Regions from separate parts of the Urocitellus parryii genome. Here region 2 is linked to region 1. A link is a contact called in public Hi-C data. All regions are on one chromosome and are shown on one strand. The core of a region is the stretch at or near the end of the contact, and the rest is flanking DNA. Distances in the headings are between cores, read along the strand shown.

Region 1 (4,158 bases), core at 486-2,985:
GGAAAATGAGCTTTGAAGACAGTCAAATCTGAATTTGGGGTATGGATCTCTCTTGCCTTCATTCATCCATCTACTCATTCAACACTTAAAAGTACTTAAAAGTACAGGTTCCTTCTGAATCTGGCTGAAGCCTATATAAATTGATGGTCTAGATATTTTTCTGCCCTGCTTCCCCATAACCATCTTTTATAATTTCTCCCAAACTTCAACCCTGTATTACTCTGCTGACATAAATAATGATAGTTCAAATATCTATGTCTTGGTACTTACCCTTGCCTTTACCTGTGGTCCTTTCTGGTCCAAGTTCTACTGGAAGTACTTCCCCCTCAAGACTCAGCTGAAATGGCTCTGATCAATTCTTGTTAAAGACAGAGCTAGGGATATTTATAGTGCAAAATTTTGCATTAAAAAGAGTATCAGAACAACAAATGCAAGGTTTAGAATCTGGTATTCCATTTAGTAGAGAGTGAATTTAGTCATTACATATGTTTTCTTTGGTATAACATAGTAATTGCTAACTTTACAGAGAGATAGATGAGATTGCATATAGAATACATTCTGGGGCAGAAAAAAAATTCTCTAGCTGGGCCTATGAATTAAACTGATATAAAACAGCTTAACAGGAGAAAAATGTGCAAATTTTAAATAAAATTTTACATGTACATGGGTGTCTACCAAAGAAAATGAAGGAAGATGAAGACCTGAATAAGCATCTGGGTTTATATACTAGACTGAACAAAGAGTGGAAGTTTTGGAAAAGGAACTAGGAAGGTGTGGGTTAGTTTTATATGGTCTGTTTGTACAGACTTCTCTGGGCCTGGACTCCTTGTCTCTAGTGGTTAAGACTTCTTTCCAGGGAAGGCATCTTTCACAAGAGGATTGTTTCTTCCTTTCAGAAAGAGAAAGGAAGGTCAGACTGATCTTCTTGCACCTGCTGTTGTGCCTTTGACTAAAAATAATTAACACGCCAAAGCAGCATATTTGGCGGATATATTTTCTGAGCTCCAACATTTGCATAGTGCGCACAGTAGACACCAACAGAATATTCCCCCCTTCAAACCCACCCCAAGTTCCTCCTATAACACTTTCTCAAAACTCTACCAAAAATTACATGTTATTGTCTGTTTACATCTTTCTTTTGCCCATTAGATTGTGAGATTCACAATGACTGGGACTATTTCTTTTTGCTTTCATATCGCAAATGCATAAAAGTACTCGGGATATGACAGATGTTTAAATAAATCCCAGTTGAATAAAGAAGGATTAACAGTCTCCAGTTGGATTGTAAATTTTCAGGGTGCTCTTTGCGCCCAATGCCAATCCACGCTGTGAAGGCCATGTGCTGTTCAGTCCTTGACAGGGAGGAGAGAATCTGACTACCACTAGGCAGGTGAGGTCGAATGTTCACCTGATCAAACATCCAGAGGACGTTTTCCTTGCTGAATTAAGGAATCGGCAAGTCATCGCTGCTCTTTAGGGCAGTCTACAGCGCCTTCAAGCGTTTAGCAGCGTGAACTCCAGACTGAAGCCGAAAAATATTAAGGAAAGTAGACTGACAGGCGAGAAAGTGCGGGCCAGACGCAAGCGCTCGGGAACTACGTAGCAAGCGCGCTCCGTGGCGTTCCGCCCGGTCCCCCGGAGTTCACGGCGCGGCTCCGCCCCTTCTCGCAGTTGCTAAGCAACTACCCCGGAAGTCACAGGAAGCGCGTCCGCGGCGGGCGCCGGGAGCCGGCGGAAAATGGCGGAGGGTGGTGTTCCAGAGCCGGAGGAGCAGGAGCGGAGGTCTTCTAAGCCAGGGCCCCCGAGCGCGCGGGACTTACAGGTGCGCGAGTTGCTGAAGCCAAGGGTGCTGCCGCGGGCGGGGCCGGGCCGGTGACAGCGCGAGCGGGCGTGAGTCAGAGGCCGCTTTAGACCGGCTGAGCCCTTTCCCGACTCTCTCTAGGGATGGAATTGAGACTCCTGCTTGGGGGTTACTCCAGGGAAGTGCATTGCACCGTGGTGGATTTGGAAACAGGTGCCCAAGTCTCTCCCGGGCGCACCTCGTCCCCCTTTAGTTTGCAATGGCATTTTGCGGCAACGGGCGAGCTTCCTTCCTGAGACTTGGGAGAAGGAATTAGTATGGATGGTAATAAATCCGCAGACACTTAGAAAGTAATAATGGGTGCTGGCTTTTTCTTGTCTTGGTTGCCCTTTCTAACTTTATGACTTAAATGTAAAAGTGGTTCCTTTCCATCAAGTACCTTTTTTGGAAGGGGGGAGGGTGAACTAAAGCAATTCATCCTACAGACGTGTATAAGGTGATTGTGAAGAGTGGTCTCTAAAACAGTGCACTTAGAAATGGGGGAAGGAAATAAAAATTTTGTATTGTTATAGGATACTGACTTGGTTGGCTAAATACCAGTGCACCAAATCTTATTGTTTATCAGAGTCTAGCACCACTTGGCTAATGCTTGTCTTTTTTCTGCCCTCTTATAAAATCATTGATAAAACTCAACAAATAATTCTAAGGAGCTATCATTAAAAATAAATGCTATTGAATCCACAACCGTTGACATAACGTTGTATTTATAGCCACATTTTGATTCTACTTCTTTGAACAAACATACTGACCACCTGCCATGTAACTTACTGCTAAGCTTTGGGAAATGCAGAGATAAATAGGACATCTAACCCATAGTCTGTGCTGGAATACTGTGGAAAGTTATTAAATGAAATTGTAGGAGGCTGCCAATTTAAGGAGGGCATCTAGATTGGGCCCAACAGACCAAAACATACAGAACTTAACTATAACTCAGCTTTGATTGGTTACATGTGGCCCTGTACCCACTTAAGTAGTTAAGCTGTTAATGGTTGATTGACCAAGCAGTAGCTAATTAAGTTTTCTGTGCCTCCCTTCCATTTTTCTATAAATGTTATAGGATCACATTGTTGCTTGGAGTTTTCCTAACCTGCTTTGGTTTTGGGAATCTCCCCTTCATAAGTTGTTTTGCTTGGCTTTATTTTACTAATAAGTAAATTCTACTAAATCAAGTTGGTCTGAGGAATATCCCTTTTTAAACAGTACAGAAGTATAAAAGGCATTTCTACCTTTTGGAAACCTTCATACTTTTTTGGAGAAATAGGATAACATTTAATGATGTATCATTGAGGACTGAAAGAAGTAGTTCATAAGGTAGAGAATTTGGAGAATGAAAAGATCATTTTAATGTTAGATGAACTCAATGATAGTTCCAGTGCCTGTAGTTTTTTCAGTAGTAAATAAAAGCAAGGAACAGACAGCTTCTATTTACCTCATCTTTTCTAATATAGAACTAAGGGCAGTGTGGGGTGTTGAGAAAATGAATTAGTGGCTAGATCAACTTTGGTTTGCATTTTAGTCGTGCTACTTCACAGTTGTGTGAATTTAGGAGAAATGTCTTAACTTCTGTCAGCCTCATTGTCATCATTTGTAAATGGAAGGTGTGATAGTGATGGTGGGGGTATGGGGATTAAGTAATGCCTATGGAGGAACTCCACAAATCCCTATATTATCCTTGGGCTCAGCCCTTTTACTATGTAGTCACTGTTTAGTACCATTAAAGTTAAAATAACCTCAGACCCTTTTCTAATTTAATTGAGCACTTGCTATTTGGCAGATTGCTTGCATACTTAATCCAGTGGATTATTAATGATTTGGGATGTTCTGATAGATGTTAATTTCGAGAATATCTTCATTCCCCCCCTAAATTGGAAGATTCTTTTTTCATCTCCTATCTGCTTTATGGTAGGTTGGTCAGTAGGAATGTAATTAATTTATGAATGTGATTTGGTATATCAAATACTGTATTTATTGATAATGTTTCCCTTAGAATCCAATTAGAATATAAAAAGACTTGTAAGAAATTTTAAAATAACGTAAATGATGATTATATCAAGAAATAAAGTATATTAACAAAGGTTAAAATAATTGGATAATGTTCTTCCCAACTGGTTTCATGGACATTGATTACTTATGGATTATCTTGTTTAATCTAGACCTGTTTAAGTGGCTACCCAGTTAAGTGCAGTTTTCAGTAGATTCTTCTTACTTCCCTCTTTATAGCTCCCCTATATAGGAAGGGGAAATTCCTGGGACTGGTTACCTTGGCAACAGGTTGGAGCAGGGGCAAGTTCTTGATA
Region 2 (4,499 bases), core at 33-2,532, 980 kb before region 1:
AAAATACTTCCTTGAAGGGCCTCTAAATTACTAGCCATTAAGAGATCCTGGGGTGTGGGGGGGGGAAGCTACGTAATTTAGGAGCATGCCCTGCCCCTTCATGCCCTGCGGAACTAACAGCTCTGCAGCAGACTTTTATAGTTTTTGAATTTTAGTTGGCTACTGGCCTGAAGGCCAGAAAACGTGTAATCTACAGCCATGACCCTTCCAATAATGAAATCAAGTGTGAATAGGGGTTTGAGGGATTCTAGTCCAATTCTTTTATGTTACAGAAGAGCTTGAAGCATCGTTGTTATTTACCTTCTCAGCCTTTTTGTATCAGAGCCTTCTCAGAACCCAAGTCTCCTGATCCCTGGTACACTTCACTACACAATCCAGGGAAGGACCAGAGGGCATGGGTTCTGAGTTAAACTACCTGGAACCTTTCCCAGCTCTTCCAAGAACTGTTTGCATGACCTTGTGCATCTTAACTTCTGCCTCTCAATTTTCCCATCTGCAAAATGGAAATCAGGGGCTCCCACGACCTGGGACTGTTGGGAGTCCACAGGCTGCAAAACGTTTCCAGGATCCCAGGCTCCCTGGCCAGGTGGCCCCGCCGCCCATGGGCTCCCACCGAGCCCAGCGCTCCAGGTAACGGACCTGCACGCTGGGGAAGGCAGTCTTGAGCAAGTAGAACATCTTGCGGTTGGAGAGCACGTCGCCGCTGGTCATCTTGTCCTCTGCTCCCTCGCGTGTCTTCCCCTTGGACTTCTCATGGAGGACGTTGCTCTCACGGACGCGCCTCACCTCGTCGCCGCCGCGGACTGCCGCCAGCACGGACACTGCCAGCATTTCGCGCAAGTCCACCGTGCCCGCATCGGCCACGGCTACGGGCCCCGCCGCGCCGCCGCCCAGCTCGCCACCGAGGCCAAAGAGGCTGAAGCGGCCGGCCAGGAAGCCGGAATAGAGGTGGTAGAGCACGCCGAGCCCCAGCAGGCAGAACACTGCCACCCCCAGCGGGGACAGGCGGATGCCCATGGGGGCCATGGCGCGGGAGGCCGGGCGCTTGGGGTGTCGGCCTTTACAGGCCTCCCCGCTCCCGACGCCGTCGTGCTCCGGGCCAAGGGCCGCTCGGGCTACACCGGCGCCCGCTCCCCGGCGCCCGCGCGCCCCATGGCTCCCTTCCCCGAAAGGCTGAGCCGCGCCGTGAAGATCACGGTGTCCGCCCCACGCGTCCCACTTTCCCGGAACCTCTACCGGCCCACAGGTCGGACTTCCACGTTCGCCAGCCGCCGATAGGTGAAAGGGGAGCGTGGGTGTGTATCCGGGTTACGCGGGGGGCGGGGCGGGGGCGAGGGGCGGGGCGAGGAAGGCCCTTCCCTCCAGGCAGGGGGTCTGCTCTCGCGCCAAAAGGCTCTAGAATGGGCCTCCTTTATGGCTCTGGTGGTGTTTGGGTTTTCGAAAAACTCCAGGAGGCGGAAAGCTGCTTTCTATGCAGGAAAGGGTGCTGAGAACCGAAAGGATGTTTAAGTGAAATCTCTCTTTGTGCCACTAACTTTGGCCGCAGTAAAGCCACACTGACATGTAATCTTCCCATCGCTGCCGGGTTTTTGAGGAAGGGAGGAAAAAACGACAAGCCATTTCAAAACAGACCTTTGTGAGCCTTTTTGGCCGGTGCGTGTGGACACAGTCTGTAGCTTGAAATAGAATCTGCAAGGATCTTCCAGGGACTGGGCGGGCGGTGGGGGAGGAATTTTACTTGGCCCTTTATTCTGCAGGCCTCCTTGTGATCTGAACTTTCTGTATGTAAAGTGTAGAGTTTTCCTTTGCCATTACCAGCCAGAATAAATCATTCTTTAAGAAGCTGAAAAATATACCTCGATCTGGGGCTTTCAGAATGAAGGAATACACAAGAGGTTTCTCTGGCTTTCAAGTATACTTCAGCTCTGCAGCCTTCCCAGAGATTGGTAACAGAGAGCAATTGATTGACAAGGTGCACTTGATTTAAAGATTGTTAGAAGATGTCAGTGGATCTAGGATACATAATCTTTGAGTCAATGAAGATCCTCCAGGTGTACTATAGAGACAAATTTAACAGAAATAACTGCCTCTACCAAGCTATTATTCTTGGCAATAAAAATAGTGGACACTTATTAAATTTTAGTGTTAGAATAAATATTAGTAAGTTTATATTTAATCTTTAATGTGCATAGTAAATGTACAGTATCCCTCTTAAATGATAGAATATTTTTATTAAATCAACTTAAAATGCAGCCCATTTTACTGTTCATAGTAAAAGGCATTGGTTTTAATATTACACACCTTAAAAACTACTAGTATACAGACCTTCTGACACATCCATTGCTAAGCAAGTATTGTAGAACCTGACCTGTACTGCTTCCTTAGAGGTCAGGGCTTCTCTAGAATTTGCATATGGTTATACAGATACAATAGACACTGATTATTAATTGCTTGATTTTCCTGCCATCTATCTGTAACTAATTTAAAAATGAGCACAGCACAAAGTCCAAATATGAATCAATGAAAGGGACCCACCGCACAATTAAACAAAATTGCTTTCCAAAGAAATCTGAAAGTGAAGACCACAGAGTAATTATGGATACCCATTCCAGGGATGAAGATAAAGATCAAAGTTGAGATATAAATGATTGAGTTCAGCAGAACCACCTCAAAACTACACTATGAGATCAACAAAACAAGTTGAGTTGAGTAGTGGTCATGGGAGTACTAAAAGTATCACTGGGAAATCTGACCAAGGATTGTCTAAACAATGTTTTCCAAAGACATTGGAAAAGAACTTAAGGCAACATTCACTGCAGCATTATGCTTAATATCATAATCTCCCTCAGACAAGTTTGGGCACATTTTCTGCTGCAGGAAAGTTGTCCAACACTTGAGAGAAAAAGTGCTAAAGCATATATATATATATATATATATATATATATATATATATATATATATATTAAAGTGCTATTAAAGATCATAGCTCTAAGAGGTACTGTAGTTCTCTGGTGATAATTGATAATAAGCAATAAATATTGGGGATCTAACATTTAATTATTAAGAGAAACTATAACAAGAATAAAGTGTTTAACTAATTACATTTAGATTTTTATTTATTCATTTTTTGTGGTGCTAGAGATCAAACTGAGGGCTTTCAGCCTTGAACATGCTAGGCAAGATTCCACCAGTGAGCTACAACCCAAGCCCAGATACTGTTTTATAATCCTCATAGGAGCTGGATACAATAGCGTAGGTCTGTAATCCCTGCTACATGGGAGACTGAGGCAGGAGGATCATAAGTTTGAGATCAGCCTGGGCAACTTATCAAGACCCTGTCTCAAAAAAAAGTAAAAGAGCTGAGGCTGTAACTCAGGGTAATACTCCAACTTCCTGGTCTAATCCCCAGTAAATTAAAAAAAAAATCTTCACAGGAATTTGATTGAACAACATATACTCTTTTAGAATGAGAAGTGTGAAAAATTAAATTAATATGTTTGTGATCTTGAGACAAACTGTTTTTATTTTAAAGAAATTTTTTCTTGTGTGTTGAGGAAGATGAATATTACCAAATATTTTCTGTATATGAATCCTAGTAGCAAGAAGAATTGGCATTTAGTAGAAACTTCTCTAATGTACTTCCACTTACCTGACTTGCCAGACCCATGCTCTTCACATTTTTATAAAGCCACTCACTGGTATTCAGAGAGTCTCTGGTCTCACATCTAGTAATGTCCCTACTACTGGAGCACTCCTACAAATTGAGCTTTATATGACTCTCAAGAATCAGTTTTGTATATTTCCAATCCCATTTGCCATGGGGTTATTATTATAAATGCATATTAAATAACACATGGAGCATAATAAAATATTCAAAATAAATATGAAGCTGAAAGCTTCAAATAACTTGCTGAAGGAATTGGAGCAAAAAGTGTGGTTGATTGGGAGGAAAGAGATCATAAAAATTGTAACAGATGCTGAAATTGCATTCTTTCTTGAGACTCTTCAACCTTTCAATTCACTTTAAAGAATGCAAAATGGGTCATCTTAAAGGATGCATTACATACTTATGCTTGATACAAAAAAGACAACTTGAAACTGCAACTAGTGATTATACTCCAAGATTAGGCAATGCCTGATATAAAATGTAGACAGGAATATATATTGACATCTTTAAAGTTCAAATGTTTAAGATCTCTAGTTTTTTATGTAGTTCCCCATTTTGAGTTATCTCAATTGACTGGCCCCAGTCTTGATTCCATCAAAGGACCTCTTCTAAATGTCTATATATTGCTGCCTTTCCTATAAATGTCACCTTTCCTTAGAGTTTCCATTATATGTAAAATTTTAAAAGATACCTATTTATAAACTATTATTAACATCTTAAAGGGCATTTTGGTTTGTCTAAATCACTTCTGACTCCAAAATTTACCCTGGAAAAAACTTTTTAAAAATTAACTTCTGGGCCAGGCCTGGTGGCTCACACCTATAATTCCAGC

Evidence for each region. Hi-C and Micro-C count contacts between places; a contact is called where the count stands out from the background.
Region 2: a contact with region 1 is called in a Hi-C map of liver, with 6 times the contacts expected there. The contact joins the promoter of Bpnt2 here to the promoter of Ubxn2b in region 1. A contact is called at or near these places in 2 of 2 Hi-C or Micro-C datasets (liver and muscle).

Annotation. Positions count from the first base shown.
Region 1 is chr7:71,454,287-71,458,444 of mUroPar1.hap1, reverse strand. It overlaps Ubxn2b (UBX domain protein 2B), which reads left to right and starts at 1,735. Exons shown (of 8, transcript XM_026408502.2): 1 at 1,735-1,822. The coding sequence starts at 1,739.
Region 2 is chr7:72,434,672-72,439,170 of mUroPar1.hap1, reverse strand. Bpnt2 (3'(2'), 5'-bisphosphate nucleotidase 2) reads right to left here and starts at 1,282. Exons shown (of 5, transcript XM_026408485.2): 1 at 640-1,282. The coding sequence starts at 1,026.